Linked DNA regions of Rattus norvegicus: region 1 is linked to region 2. The links are chromatin contacts, called in public Hi-C maps. All regions are on one chromosome and are shown on one strand. The core of a region is the stretch at or near the end of the contact, and the rest is flanking DNA. Distances in the headings are between cores, read along the strand shown.

What was found. Hi-C and Micro-C count contacts between places; a contact is called where the count stands out from the background.
Region 1: a Hi-C map of the A7r5 cell line shows a contact between it and region 2, with 4 times the contacts expected there. The contact joins the promoter of H2aj here to the enhancer-like site in region 2. A contact is called at or near these places in 3 of 12 Hi-C or Micro-C datasets (the A7r5 cell line, frontal cortex and prefrontal cortex) and 1 of 1 datasets of contacts at active chromatin or transcription factors (oligodendrocytes).

Annotation. Positions count from the first base shown.
Region 1 is chr4:171,404,353-171,411,508 of GRCr8, forward strand. H2aj (H2A.J histone) reads left to right here and starts at 2,570. Exons shown (of 1, transcript NM_001109610.2): 1 at 2,570-3,054. The coding sequence starts at 2,604. The coding sequence ends at 2,993.
Region 2 is chr4:171,026,696-171,033,867 of GRCr8, forward strand. No RefSeq gene overlaps it. Among named protein-coding and RNA genes, the nearest start is that of Atf7ip, 87 kb to the right of the region's middle. Within about 2 kb of position 1,991, at least 10 of the 93 cell types and tissues checked have an H3K27ac peak or open chromatin away from gene starts, as enhancers often do. A contact at or near this core is called in the A7r5 cell line, where this site is marked.

The DNA.
Region 1 (7,156 bases), core at 1,320-3,819, 380 kb after region 2:
ACCAAAGCAGTTTCCATTTCGCGTGTGAGTCTTTTGAGGGGATGGGAGAAGTGTTTCAGTGCTTTCTTTTGTGACCACGATAAGAGAATTATTTAATTCCCACTAAAGTTCCTGTTGGTTTCAACTGTTTCTGCAGTGTGTGGGTTTTTCTGCTTCTCCTGTCTTGCAAACATATTAGTATTTGCTTTTCAGCCAACTGTTTCTATAGTAAACTCAGCTGAACTATTGTAACTTGTCATTAAGATCCAAGGTTCTCATTGCTTGCATGTAAAAGAGACTCGGTGATTCACATCTGTAATCTAGGCTCTGTGGAGGCTGAGGCAGGAGGATTGCCAAGAGCTGGAGGCCAGCCTAGGTTAGACAGACTCAAATACATTTCCCCTCCTCTCCCTTCAAATGGCTTGTAAAGTACCAGAAGTCAGAAGCATGGCTCTGAATAACAGGACTGTCCTCACGTTTATTTCGTTTTTAAGACAGCAGAGTTTAAGGGAGGGGTCATAATACTTTCCCAAGTAATGCATGTTGAGGATTACATATTTTAACAAATTGTTGGTCTGTAATCTTAAAAAGAAAACTTCCCAGCAGGAAAACTGTTTTTTAAAGTTTTGTACTTATAAATGCTTTTAAGTTACAGTATTTTACAATTTTCATTAGTTCCATTATCTCAGACAGGTCTCTTTTGTTTGTTCCCTCCCTGTTTCTTAGAGATTAGTTGAGCTCTGGGATAGCTTGAGGGGGGAAAGCCTGAATGGTTAAATTTTACCTCATGACATCACTTATTGTGTTACTTCAGAAATGTGGTAAACTGAAGTATCCGAGTGAACCAGACGGGGGAAAACACCTTATTTTGTTTCAAATGCCAAGGCCCTATAATCTGAACATGTAAGAACAATTTGAGGCATTCTTCTTCCAGTGTCTAAGCCTAAGAGTAAGCTAAAGTCTTGATGGAGCACCAAGACCCGCAGCAGGCAAGCAAGGCAGAGGGTCCTCATCTCTGGAACCCAGTGGTTCTTCTCCAGCTCATACATACGAGTAATGTTAACTTTTGGCTTAGCAGATTCGTCTGTGCTATTCATACAGACACCATTCCTGCCTAGTCTGTGACTGTGAGACCCTGAGAAGGAAGGGACTGTCCCTGTGAGCAGCAACAGTGTCCAAGGACCAGCCTCCTGGGGTATAGGGAGGGCAGGCCAAAGAACCAGCTTTTGTCCTAGGCTGGTGGCTGCACACAACTTTAAGCCCAGCACCAGGGAAGCAGGCAGATCTCTGAGTTCAAGCCAGCCTGGTCCACATAGGGAGTTCGGGGCAGTCAGGGCTACACAAAGTCTCAAAAACAAAAACAGTCAGAAAACCCAGAAATCCTCTTTTGCAGCTACCTCTCCAGGTGTGGAGGGGGATGATGTGCTTCGTTCTAGGCAGGCCGAGTTCACCCAGTAAGCTATATAGTTGAGGTGGAAGAGCTCGGACACAGACTCCTGGAGTCAGAGCATTACCGATTTGGATGTCCCCATTGGATACACTGGAGACCCTAATTTGCATAAGTACGGTATGAGGGCACAAGGCTGCTCTTCCGAGCGATCCTTAATTTTGTATTGTCTCCAGGTCCAGATTCAGTTCAAGTTTTTCATCCTCCTGCATCAGCTGGGTTTATTCATAGTCACCGAACACCAAACTATGCATACTGTTGTGTTTTAAAAAAAAGAAAAAGAAGCCAAGGGTGTTTGGTAGAGGAGCGGTATTGTGCAGGAGTCCGGGTGCATCTGTGGGCCATGCTGAGGCATCCTTTCCCCCTGAGGTACCAGCCACAGGACTAGGTATAGTAGTTTATTTAGGGCATGGGGAGGGGAGTTGAGGGGTAGTAGAGACAAAGGCGGGGGGAGAGGGCATGAACACGTGGAGGGAGGTGTAGGGGAATGGAAAGGGAAGGGACAGGCGGGTAAAGAGAGTAAGAGAAAAGTGAGGAGGGGGCAAGCAGCCCCTTTCATAGTGAGCCAGTCAGCCCTGGCTATTGCCAGGTAACTGTGGGGCGGAGCGTAAAGGAAGTGCCAACATCATAATTTTTATTTTTTGAGATAAGGTCTCACTTCTTAGCTTTGTCTATAACTCACAATGTAGCCCAGGCTGTCTTTGTACTTGCGATTTCCTACTTCATCTCCTCCAAGAGCTGGGATTGCCAACTCGAACCAAATATGGCTTTGCTTAACTCCCTTTTTCCCCTGCCCTCCCTCCGTACCTTCTTTCTCATTAGGCTGGTCTGGATCTTGGAATAGCTACACCTGACTTTAGGCTTCTAGCAATCCTGCCTAGGCTATCCTAGTGCCGGGATTACAGAAGCGAACCACGCAGTTAACTCCACATCCTAAGCACCCAATTCCAACAAGATTGAGTATACCTGTGAGCTATGTAAATTAGGACTAGAAATTTGCGCTTTTGATTGGGAGGCATCTGGAAGGGCGGGGCCTCTGCTTTCGCGAGCTGATTGGGTGAGGCACCTGTCTGTCACGGGCGGCAGCCACTGCAGTTTGGCTAGGCAGTTCCGGGGTGGCGCGCGGCGTCCCGGAACTGAGCGAGCCGGTGTTGGAACTTCAGGAGCCGGGTCCAGCATGTCCGGGCGAGGCAAGCAGGGGGGTAAGGTGCGGGCCAAGGCCAAGTCGCGCTCGTCGCGCGCGGGCCTCCAGTTCCCCGTGGGCCGTGTTCACCGGCTGCTGCGCAAGGGCAACTACGCGGAGCGCGTGGGCGCGGGAGCGCCCGTGTACCTGGCGGCGGTGCTGGAGTACCTGACGGCCGAGATCCTGGAACTGGCGGGCAACGCGGCGAGGGACAACAAGAAGACGCGCATCATCCCTCGCCACCTGCAGCTGGCTATCCGCAACGACGAAGAGCTCAACAAGCTTCTGGGCCGTGTGACCATCGCGCAGGGCGGTGTCCTGCCCAACATCCAGGCCGTGCTGCTGCCCAAGAAGACGGAGAGCCAGAAGGTGAAGAGCAAGTGAACTCTACCGGTGCTGAGCCCGCTACAGTCCGCAGCCAATAAAGTCGGTGAAAAGCGAGTAATCCCGAGAGCTGTGTAGTCACGGGACCGACGGGGTGTTGGGTGGGGACGAGTCTCAAACTTAAGCGGGACACAGGCCACCCGTGTGGCCATGTGCGAGCTGGAGGAACCCAGCGTTTGGGTTGGGAGATCCCCCTTGCATCACAGTGGGCAGGAGAAGCGGAGCCAGTGCGGGGAGGCTGCTTTGAAATTGACTTTGCCCAAGTCCCCAGTCCTCAGGGAAAAGTGGTAGGGGAGGTGTTTTGAGCTGTGAACAAGAAGCTGCCCCGCTGGTCATACTTAGAAAGGTTGAGCAGTTTGGAAAAGACAAGAACTTAGGATCCTTGGTGGGTGGTAGTTATTCACTATTTTAAGCTAATAGATGTTACCTATTCGCGATCAGAGTGCCAGGCATCTTCACCTCGCACGCTTGTGTTCACGATTCTTTAAAGTGAAATAACTTGTGTAATACGGAAGTGAGTCGTGGAGTTTGCTCTCTGGATGGTGTTGCATAACAGCGGGGCCCACAGTCTTAAGTAGTGTACGTTTAGCTGCTCTTAAAATGATTGTCTCTTGTTGCTTACGGTGGTGCCCTCTCACCATCTCTGTATTTCGGAAGTAGAACGATATTCGTTGTTACATAGCAAGTTCAAGGCCATTCCTGAACTACATTAGATCATAATGCACACACGTGTGTGTGTTTGTATATATGTGTATGTATATATACATACATACATACATAACATATATACATTTCCTCTCGAGTTTTAGCTTCCTAACAACCTCTTTTGTTTTTACTTAAAACCAAACCCAACTTTTAGGGATGACTGTTAACTTTCCTGAAATCTGGTTTCTTGTTTTCCCATAGCTGTAGAGTTGTGTGATGGCACGGTAATGAAGGGAAGGGTCATGTGAGTTAACACGGAGAGACCAACACTAGGGCTCTGGAAATTTGATTTTTCTCTTGGCTGTTCATTTCATGCTCAGTAACTCTATCCACAGGATCCACAAAACATCCCAGGGTAGGTTTCACTCTGGGCTTATCCCCCCCCCCCCCCCCCGGGGGGTTGTCAGAGTTGAAGTCTTCCTCTTCATTTGCAGTATTTTCTCTCGAAATTTATTTCATCCCCAGTATCGGTTTGATATCCACATATGCCACGGGCCAGTATCTGGGAGGATACAGCTGTGAATAAGGCCAGCTAGGTTCCACTGTCCTGAAACCCACGTTTGTTTTTTTTTTTTTCATGGTTTCTGATGACAGGAAAAAGGACAAATAAATAATATATTACAAATCGGTGTCTGTTAGTGTTTGGTTCTCCACTGTTTGTGTTGACATTGGAATTCTTGGCGCTCATCTTGAAAGATGTACAAAGGCTTGTCACACCGTTGATAAAGAGGCAGGTTGTCCCCTCTGACACCGGAGGAGAACAGACTCCAGTGGCATTGTGGGCAATTTCAGGAGGTAAGCTTTTCATGATACAATTTTGGAAGACTAAGATTATTTTAGGAACTATGTATTAGCATTCGGTGCTTACATTGAAAAATACCATCTACGAGGACTAAGGGTTTGCCCTGGTGACAAAGTATAGATAAATATGAGCAGGTAAGATGTGACCAAATATTGGCTCACTGTTGACAGGATCAGAAGTGTGCCCGCCCTATTGTAGCTTGGTGAACCAGTGAGTTTAAGTTGGGGTTCCTTATAAACAGCAACATTGGTGGCTGTACCATTGGGAAAAAATAGCTGTAAATCCTGGGGAGTGGTAAGAGTGGAAGGGACCTTTGTGAGTCTCTTCCCCAGTGACCATAAATCATGGGGTGACAAGGACAGGTCCTTTGTCATACCTGTAGGACAGCTTTTCCTAGGATAAATTTTAAAGGACTGTAGCCAGGTGTGATTTAGACCCAAATTCCAGAACGTGGGAAACTGAGGAAGACCCTGGAAGGCCAGTCTGAGATACATGTTCCCAGACAGGGCTGCACAGGAGACTGGCTCAAATGATATTCACTTGTCAGAACTGTGATATCCCTTCAAGCTAATAGATAAGCAGTCACCCACTGTATGCACGCGGACAGACTCAGTCTAGTTTCCTAGTGCTGGTTTTGATAGAGTCTAATATACAAAAGATAAGCGTCTGAAAGATACTTACCAACGTCAGGAAGAGAAAAGGACAAAGGTGGGAAGACCAAACCCATCTGTCCTTTTCTCACGATTCTTTAATCTTCCCTGGTACTGGAAGAGCAAGCTAAAAAGATACAAGATAACTGCCATTTCCACCCAACCTTCATTGCTCCAGAGATACTTAGAATCCCTTCAAATACTATACTGAGAGTTGTTGGAAATTGGCAGAAACATTCTGCAAAATCAGCTCGTCCTGTGGTTCTTGATAAAGTTCTTGAGGTTAATTTAAAGGGCTAGTGTTTCATACAGGAGACTAAAGACAGCATGGCCTGAAGTCAGACTGGGTAGACTTACAGTGCTTGGTTTTATTTGCACACTGACCCTTTCCTGCAGAGAACAGCAGTTCAGTGACACAGGGTATAGTGTGGGCAGGACTTGTTTCCCTGCAGAGCCAGGTGTGACTTTGGATCCCAGAGAACTGGTCTATTAAATTTTGCGTTTCTGGAAAGAAAAGGTTTAACTCATGCCATTGTTGGCACTGACTGGCATGCTAAATCCCGACTCCACAAATCCAGAGGCAAGGCTAAATGCTCTGGTGATTAAGTACATAAGCTTGAGAGAATCGGACTTGGGTTCCGACCCAATTACTTCTCCATTGTCAAAACACCACGACCAAGGCAACTTCCAAAGAAAACTTTTATTTGGGGCTTGCTTACAGAGGCTAAGTCCATGGCAGGCATGATGGCTCAGTGGCTGAGGGCTTATATCTGATCCACAAATGGGAGGCAGAAAGATTGGGCCTGGCATGGGCTTTTGAGTGACACCTCCAGCAAGGTCACACCTAATCCTTATCAGAAACACTTTTGCCAACCAGAGACCAAGGATTTTAGATACCTGAACGATGAGAGCCATTGTCATTCAAGCCACCAAAAGTTCACATATTCCAGTCATCCGGTTTGCAAACACTTGGCCCATTCAAAACTATCAAATGGGTTTCTGTTTTCTGTGGCTTGAAGGGAGCCAGGAAGGGTTGAAGGAAGCTGAGGGGACTGACAAGGCTCAGGAGGCCCTGTGCACGACTAGGAGAGATGGGGAGGCTTGGTAAGGTGGCCTCTGGCACTTAAACTGGTTTGCCAACTTGACAACCTAGTGTCACCTGAGGAGAGGAACCTCAATTAAGAAAATGTCTCCATCAGATCGGCCTGTAGAGGGCATTATCTTGTTCAGTAGTTGATGTGGAAGGGTGGGCCCAATCCACTGTGGATAGTGATACCCCTTACCTGATCCTAGGAGGTGTATGAAAGGTAGCTAAAGGCCAGTAAGCAGCACCCCTTCACAGCTTCAGTGCCTGTGCTACTTTCCCTTCAGGATGGGCTGTGAGCTGCAGGACAAATAAACCCTTTCCTCCCCAGGTTGCTTTTGGCCTTGGTGTTTACCACAATAGAAAGCAAACTAGGGACACCACTCACCGTGCTCTTAAGTAACATCAAACAATTCCCAATCCATTGGTTCACCAAGATGGGAGTGGATTGGCCTGCTCTTCTGGGTTGAATTTTCATCTCCAGGTAAGTCAGTGGTTTTGAGGAGTCTGGCAATGCAAATGAGGGTACTAGGTTTCCCATGTAGAAAGGGGTTCGATGACCCCATTGTGGTGAGGTGAGCCTGTGATCCCTACCTAATCCACATATCCTAGCATAGGTCTGTATCTACAGCGGTGACATAAACAGAGCACTTTGGTGAAACCACAATTCTGAGTGTGACAAGAAATCAAATCAGGTTTGTAAGCCATCCCCTCTTTTCCTACAGATGGAATCGATATATTCAATGTTAGGCTTCATGAATACAATTTTCAAATAAAACCAGCAACACATTTGGAACTGCTTTGATAATCAAAAACTTTTTTCAGGTAACTGGTAGCAGAAATCTCTCCCAAGAACATAGATTCAATCAAGAATATTAAAAATCAGACTCAGGCCAAACTGGAGAGCAATTCTGTTTATGCA
Region 2 (7,172 bases), core at 741-3,240:
AAAGATGCCTCATCTCAAAAGGAAGAGTTGAGATTTCCTTCCAGATGTGAGAGAGCTGAACTTGATCATGTTTGCACAACAGAGAAAAATGGCTACAGGACAAGAATGGGTTAGAGATGTCTGGGTTGAGAAAGAAACGTTGTAACAATTCACTTGGGTTTGTTTTGTTTTGTTTTTGTTTTAATCACAGAGAATGTTTTGAGGGGAAATTGGATTTCAAGATTGAAAGTGCGGTAGCTGACTGTCTAAAGCAGTAGTTCTCACCTTCCTAACACTGCAACTACTCCCTGACCTTCTCAGACCACCGGCAGTGTAAAGAATGACTCCGAGACTTTTATAGAGTTAAAGCTTAGGCCTTTTGCTGGGGCAGTCACCCACCTACAGTTTAAACTTAACCTGACTATTCTAGCCTGCGACCTGTTTCATGGTGACTTGCTCTATACCTCCCTGCTCCCTTCTGGGTCGGCTTCCAAATCTCTTGCTTCAGTTTGCCTCTCCCCGCCACACTCTCTATCCAAAAATTCCGCCCTTGTACTTTCTGGCCCAGCTATTCCCTGTCAGATCTTTATTGTAACCAATCAGCGGTAAGACAGTGCTTGATACATCTGCCTGATACATCTCTTAGCTTGCCTTTAGGCAGGTGAGAAAGACACAAAAGAACCACACCCCCCCCCCCCCCCCCCCCCCCGCCATGGGCCAGAGAAATGACACTACCAAAATCCTGCAGGCACTCAGCTCCCTGCTGGCACAGAATTAATAATTGAAAAGACAAGGGCACACCTTCATACAATTTGAGGAAGGTCACCCCAATAGTGACCCTGTAATACAGTTCAGCACGCTGTGGTGACCCAGCCATAAAATTATTTTTGATGCTACTTCATAACTGTAATTTTGCTACTGTTATGAATCATAATGTAAATATGTGATATACAGCATATCTGATATGTGACCCCTGTGAAAGAGGCATTCAGTCCCCCAAAGGTGTCACAACCCACGGGTTGAGAACCTGTGTGATCTAATGGCTTCAAGAGTCCAGGTGAGGATTAAGTGAAACCCCAGCTGTACCTCTGTTCTTGACTCCCTCCCTCCCTCCCCCCCACTCCGCTCACCACAGCTTCTGCTCACTCGGGCCCAGCCTCCTTCTTTATGAATACCAGACTTCAGCTGCAGTTCTTACACTTGCCCTACTAGACTGGCAGCCCAGTGTGACCTGTTCCTCTAGTTTTGTCTTTGAAATTTCACTCTAGCCCTCTGTACCCAAGACAGGGTCGGAACTGATCCACTCCTTAGCCCTTTAGATGCTAACTCCTTAAAAAAAAAAAAAAAAGATTGTGGGGCAGGGGCGGGGGGAGGGGAGTTTTGGGGAGGGGCACTTGGGATATACTTTAGAGTGCTTGTTTAGCGTGTACAGAACTCAGTGTGATCTCCAGCACAACATAAACTCACCAAGATGACATACTCCTGTAAGTGGAGGCTGGAGAATTAGATGTTTGAGGCTAGCCTGGGCTACATGAAACCCTGTCTCACAAAAAAAAAAAAAAAAAAAACCCAAACAAACAAACAAAAACAACAAGCAACAGGACTGGAGAGATGACTCATCAGTCGAGAGCAAGTACTGCTCTTGCATAGGACCTGAGTTCAAATCCCAGCACTGGTGGTTCACAAATGCCTATAACTCCAGTTCTAGAGGATCTGATGCCTTCATCTGGCCTCCTTGGACACCTACACACACACACACACACACACACACACACACACACACACACTCACACACACACACACACACGCACTCACATACACTCACACACACACATACACACACACACACTCCAATTAAAAAATAAATGTTTAGTTTTTAAAGAAACAAAAAGAGGGTGAGAGGAGAAGGCAAGGTTTGGAAATCACTTCCTTTATCCCTTTGGAAAAGGCTCTGTCTTCCCCTCTGTGTCTGACTCTCTCTCCTTCCTGCTCTCTCCTGCCAAGTCAGCACCACAGCCACACACCACATTCCAGGCCAACCACCATGTGTATCTGAGGTATTTCCTGCATACTTGTGTGGACTAAGGAAATATTGCAAAACAGAAACTTAAGAATGCTCTCCCAGCTTTCTTCTCCTCCAGTCCACCCCACCTCACCCCACGGTCTTTGGCTGCTCCCCACTAGCTGGATCCAATCAGAATCTAGCAAGAAACAAGCTCACTAGTGCATTGAAATAGTCCAGCCTCAGCCTACCCAAGACCCAACCTATGCAAGAAGAGAGGGACTTGAGTCTGGACAAGGAGAGAAATCCGTAAATCCCCTTCCCAACCTCTGTACCTGTGAGATACTTCGTGGAAAATCGTCATGCGTTGTTCAAGCTCGCTGCAATCCCGACTCCTGAAATCGGGTTTTCAGAGTATATTTGTCTCAAAGTGTTCTTCAAGGCCCCTTGTCTGAGTGTGAGATGGTTCCATTAAATGTGGCATGGCGGGGCTGGGGATTTAGCGCAGTGGTAGAGCGCTTGCCTAAGAAGCACAAGGCCCTGGGTTCGGTCCCCAGCTCCGAAAAAAGAACCAAAAAAAAAAAAAAAAAAAAAAATGTGGCATGGCGACAGAGAGCAGCAAACAGCCCCAAAGTGAAAACACTGTGTCCTTGAGAACAGCTGGAAGATGAACCGTTTCCTACAGAGGCCACTGTCTTTTCTCCCGTTATATAAAGATGCGGGGGCGGGGGGCGGGGACACACACCGTTTGCCCACAGACAGAAAGCTCAACCTGGGACTCCAGCTGATGCCTCAACCACCCCAGGTTCTTTTGGATGTTGTGAGCACCTTGTGTGATGATGTCACCTTCCCGAAATTATTTGCTTGGAAGCCCGGTGGAGGGAAACACCCTACTCTGACAAACCTGTAGCTATCAAGAACTCCAGCGGGCTACCTTAACGGGGTCTTCCCGGTCAATTTCTCCTGGATAATTTGAGCACCTGATTTGATGATGGTTTACTGTCCATCTATCCAACACTTACTGTTTTGACTTTTTCTTTGGCTTGCTGTAGACTCATCAAACTCACTCATACGAAATAAAAAATGCATCTGCCACAGATTGTTCTCTGCACTGTTCAGCACAGAACACTGTGCAGCTGAGGTAGAGAAGTAAAGTAGTACCCAGGCAGTGGTGGCACATTCCTTTAATCCCCAGCACTCGGAGGCAGAGGCAGGTGGATCTCTTGAGTTGGAGATGTTGATCCTGAGATTCGCCAGAAAAAAATCAACTCCAGCATTTTGGGTCAAATTTGAAGCAAACTTTATTAAATATTAAATACTGACCAAGGGATAGACTTTGGTTAGGTCTGTTACTCAGATTTTCCCACCTGAGAATGGCCTCCAGCCTGATGTTGCAGGGGCTCATATGGACAAACCAATAGGCCACTGTACTTTTCCCATGAGGCTTTGTTATTTCCCGAGAACTACAAATTCCCAGCATTCATGGAAGTGACCTGGTGTCTTGGCAGGTAGGGCTTACAGGTTAACTTTGGGCATTACAGAGGGCTGACTGTGTTGTACAGAACAAGTTCCAGGATTAGCCAGGGCTACACAGAGAACCCCTGTCTGGAAAGACAAACAACAAAAAAGCAAAGGATTACTGATGTTCTCAAAGCCCCTCCCCTCCTCTCCTGTCTCCCTAAAGGTGACTATTGGTCTGTGAGTTTATCTCAGCTGCTACAGTGCCTGTCCAGCCTGTACAAGGGTTCAATCCCCAGCACCACATACACTGGGCATGGTGGCACACCTGTTCTCCCAGCACTGGGGAAGTAGAGGCAGGGAGATCAGAAATTCAAGATCATTTTCTAGTACATAGCAACTTGGAGATCAGCCTGGGCCACTGGAGACACTGGAAAGAGGGAGGAAGGGAGGGAGGGAGGGATGGACAGATGGATGGACAGACAGAAATCACTCAATCTTACCAGAAGCCAAGACCCTTCCACTTGTCCCACATGAATCACTCTGGCACTAATGCTCATCCCTAACCCTTTTTATTTTGATTTTGAAACAAAGTCTTGCTAAGTTATGGAGCAGACTGGCTTTGAACTCACCCTGTAACTCACAAAAAACCTCCAGTTTGCAATTCCTTCTGCCTCTGCCACCTGACATCGACTGTCTTGAAACATGTGCTTCTTCCTCCTGAAAACTCACACCTTTCTACCAAACAGACTCAGACCTCAAAAATTTGGGGAATTACCTGATGTTCCCTTTATGTTTATAAGCGTTCTATAAATGGGGCTGGAGATGGAGAGATAGCTCGACAGTCAAGAGTGCCTGCTGCTCTTTCAGAGATGGGAGTTCTTTCCCTGCAACTAGAAGGCAGCTCCCAGATACCTGAAGCCCCAGCTCCAGGAGGATTCTGGCCTCCACCTGCTCAGGGTTGCAAAGTTACACAGAGACATGAACCCACAAAAAGCAAATCTTTTTAAAAATTTTTATCTTACAAGAATAATGAAATTAAAGCTTTACTAAAAGATTATTCAGTAATGTTTTTTCTGCCATTTCAATGTTTACTTTTTTTAAACAATTTTCATTATATATTTGGCTCTAGGCCTTTGTTTTCTGTTTTCATGAGCTATGTTATTTGTTTATAAAAACCAATACAGTAACACCTAACGGTTTATAATTCTTCACTTTTTACACAAAGGCTACAGTGAAGGTTTTCATAGATTTCTCCTTTCTGAAATGTGTAAGGTTCTCTCTATGGCAAAATCATAACTATCTTGGTCTGAATCCTCTAAAACAAAACAAACAAAAACAAACAAAAACAAAAACAAAAAAACCAGCACGCGAAGTGAAGATTAAGTTATTGATGTGTGGTTGAAGAGGCACAAGCCTGGGGCAGCCAGCAGAAGGAAACATGCAGCTCGGGTAAGAAGATATAAGGCACACACAACGCCACACTGCAACATGCTGGCTCCTGAATCATAAATCACAAAAAGATGGGTGACAGCAGGCAACTCTTGAACAAGTGTTTGAAGAGGAAACGATGCCCTAGCAGAACCCAAGGAACTGGAGAAGGGTTCTTATCTGCCTACCTCCCTTCCCCTCTCCCTTTTCACCCCATAAACTTGAGTTCCCCCGTCTGTTGTACCATCTGGCTTCTTGCCAGACACGTAGGCAGTCAAATCCCATTATCCCCTGTATAACATTGTTTCCAAGCCTTCCTTTTCTATAAACAGAATTTATGCTAAATAAACTTCCCGAAAGTCTGGGCCTCACGTTTAGATTCCCACCAGCCCAGGAAGTTCAGGAAGGATGCCAGTAAAGACTGCGTGGTCGACCACTGAAACCAGGATAGAGGCAGGAAGAAGTAGTTACAGGATCTGAGGAACCAGTGTGTGCTGAATAAACCATATGCATGTTCCTAGCTGTACTTGGTGCTAACGAACTGTTCTCCAACACAATCACAATTCCACCCTACAGCTAAATTCTAACTGTTTCCTCCGGTCTTTGTTTCCTTGGGTGGGGAGCTGCTTTTGTTCGTTTACTGTGTATAAGAATTTTGCCTGCATGCACCAGTGTGCACCACACGTGTGTCTTACAGTGACAAAGGTTGACACCCTAGTACCAGAGTTGAAGGACCCAAAAGGCTCTCGCCAGCCTTTCACCCACCTGCCTCGGGTTAAGGCTAGGCCAATTTCCATCCTCCACCCACAGGAACATTCTGGAGTAAAACTTCCTCAGAATGTACTGATTGGTAGTCACCTGACCCTCTGGAAAGTGCCAGGTCATGATCTGCCCATGCTTGCTTGCCAATAGATTTAAAGGTCAATACGCTTAGCCAGTAAGTTTGAACTGTAACCTTGCTGAGGTAGCCTGTGCCTCTAAAACGTATGAAAACTGCTTGTAGTAGCCATTCAGGATAGCCTTCTTGTCACTCACTACAAGGGACTGATGGAGGGTCGACCCTGACACTTTGGAAAATAAACCTCTTGCTTTTGCATCAATATGCATGTTGGTGTCTCACTTGGGCAGGGTCGGTGGGGTGGGGTGTATCAAAGTTAGTATCACTGACCGAGGGGCGGAGTCTTACAGAGTTATAGGTGGTTGTAAGTTGCCCTGTGGATGCTGGGAATTGAACCCAGGTCCTCTGCAAGAGCAGCCGATGCTCTTAACCACTGAGCCATCTGTCCAGTCACTGCTCCATATTTTTGCCAACACGTGGTATCTATCCTGTTGCGTAAATTTAACTAATTGACTTGCTGTGTGGTGGCGTTAAAACGATTTTAGTTGGGACCTGGGGAGATGGCTCAGAGGTTAAGAGCACTGGCTGCTCTCCCAGAGGTCTTGAGTTCCAATTCCCAGCAACCACCTGGTGCCTCATAACCATCTGTAGTGAGATCCGGTGCTCTCTTCTAGCCTGCAGGCATGCGTGCAGGAGGAACACTATACACATTAAATAAATAAACCTTTTTAAATTTTTATTTTAATTGGCATTATTTAATTCATTGTCAATGAAACTGTGTTTTTCCCATTGCTCAATCAATTACCTTGTTGTGTTAGAATCTATAGGGAACGACCAACGACTTAGACTCAATTTAAATATAGAGTAAATGAATTCATTCTTACTGCTACCGGGACTACTACAGCCTTAGAGCCAGACAGCAGGTGGTACCACCGTGGCTAAAGGTCACATAAAGGTGAATAACAAGGGCGAACGTTACAATTATCTACTGAATGCATAGCTTAGCAAGAAAATTGTTTTACTCTATGGCAGAATGCTTGATGACGCTGTGAACCCCGAGATTATGTTATTTACTGGAAAAACTTCTTTCTAGTTGTGGTGTGCCTCAACCCTAGCGCACACCTTAATCCAAGAGCTTTCTGCTTAAATACTGTAAGCAGGATTAGATAAATCAACCAGAGGTCAGGAGGTGAATCAAACAACCAGATGACAGGAGGCGAACATAGGATTAAAAGAAAAAAACATGGAGAGTAAGAGGGAGTCGGGAGGACGGATACAGAGACACACAGGAAGTAGAAAGGAGGGAAGTTCAGTTCGAAGGAGGTTGCTTGAGACCGGATGGGAGGAGGCATTTCCGGTGGGACGCCTGCGGAGGAGGAAGGTCTGCTGGGTGCATTCTCTGCCTCTCTGAGCTAGCAGGCTTTCACCACAGCATCTGGCTCCCAAGTCTTCATCAGTAAAAAA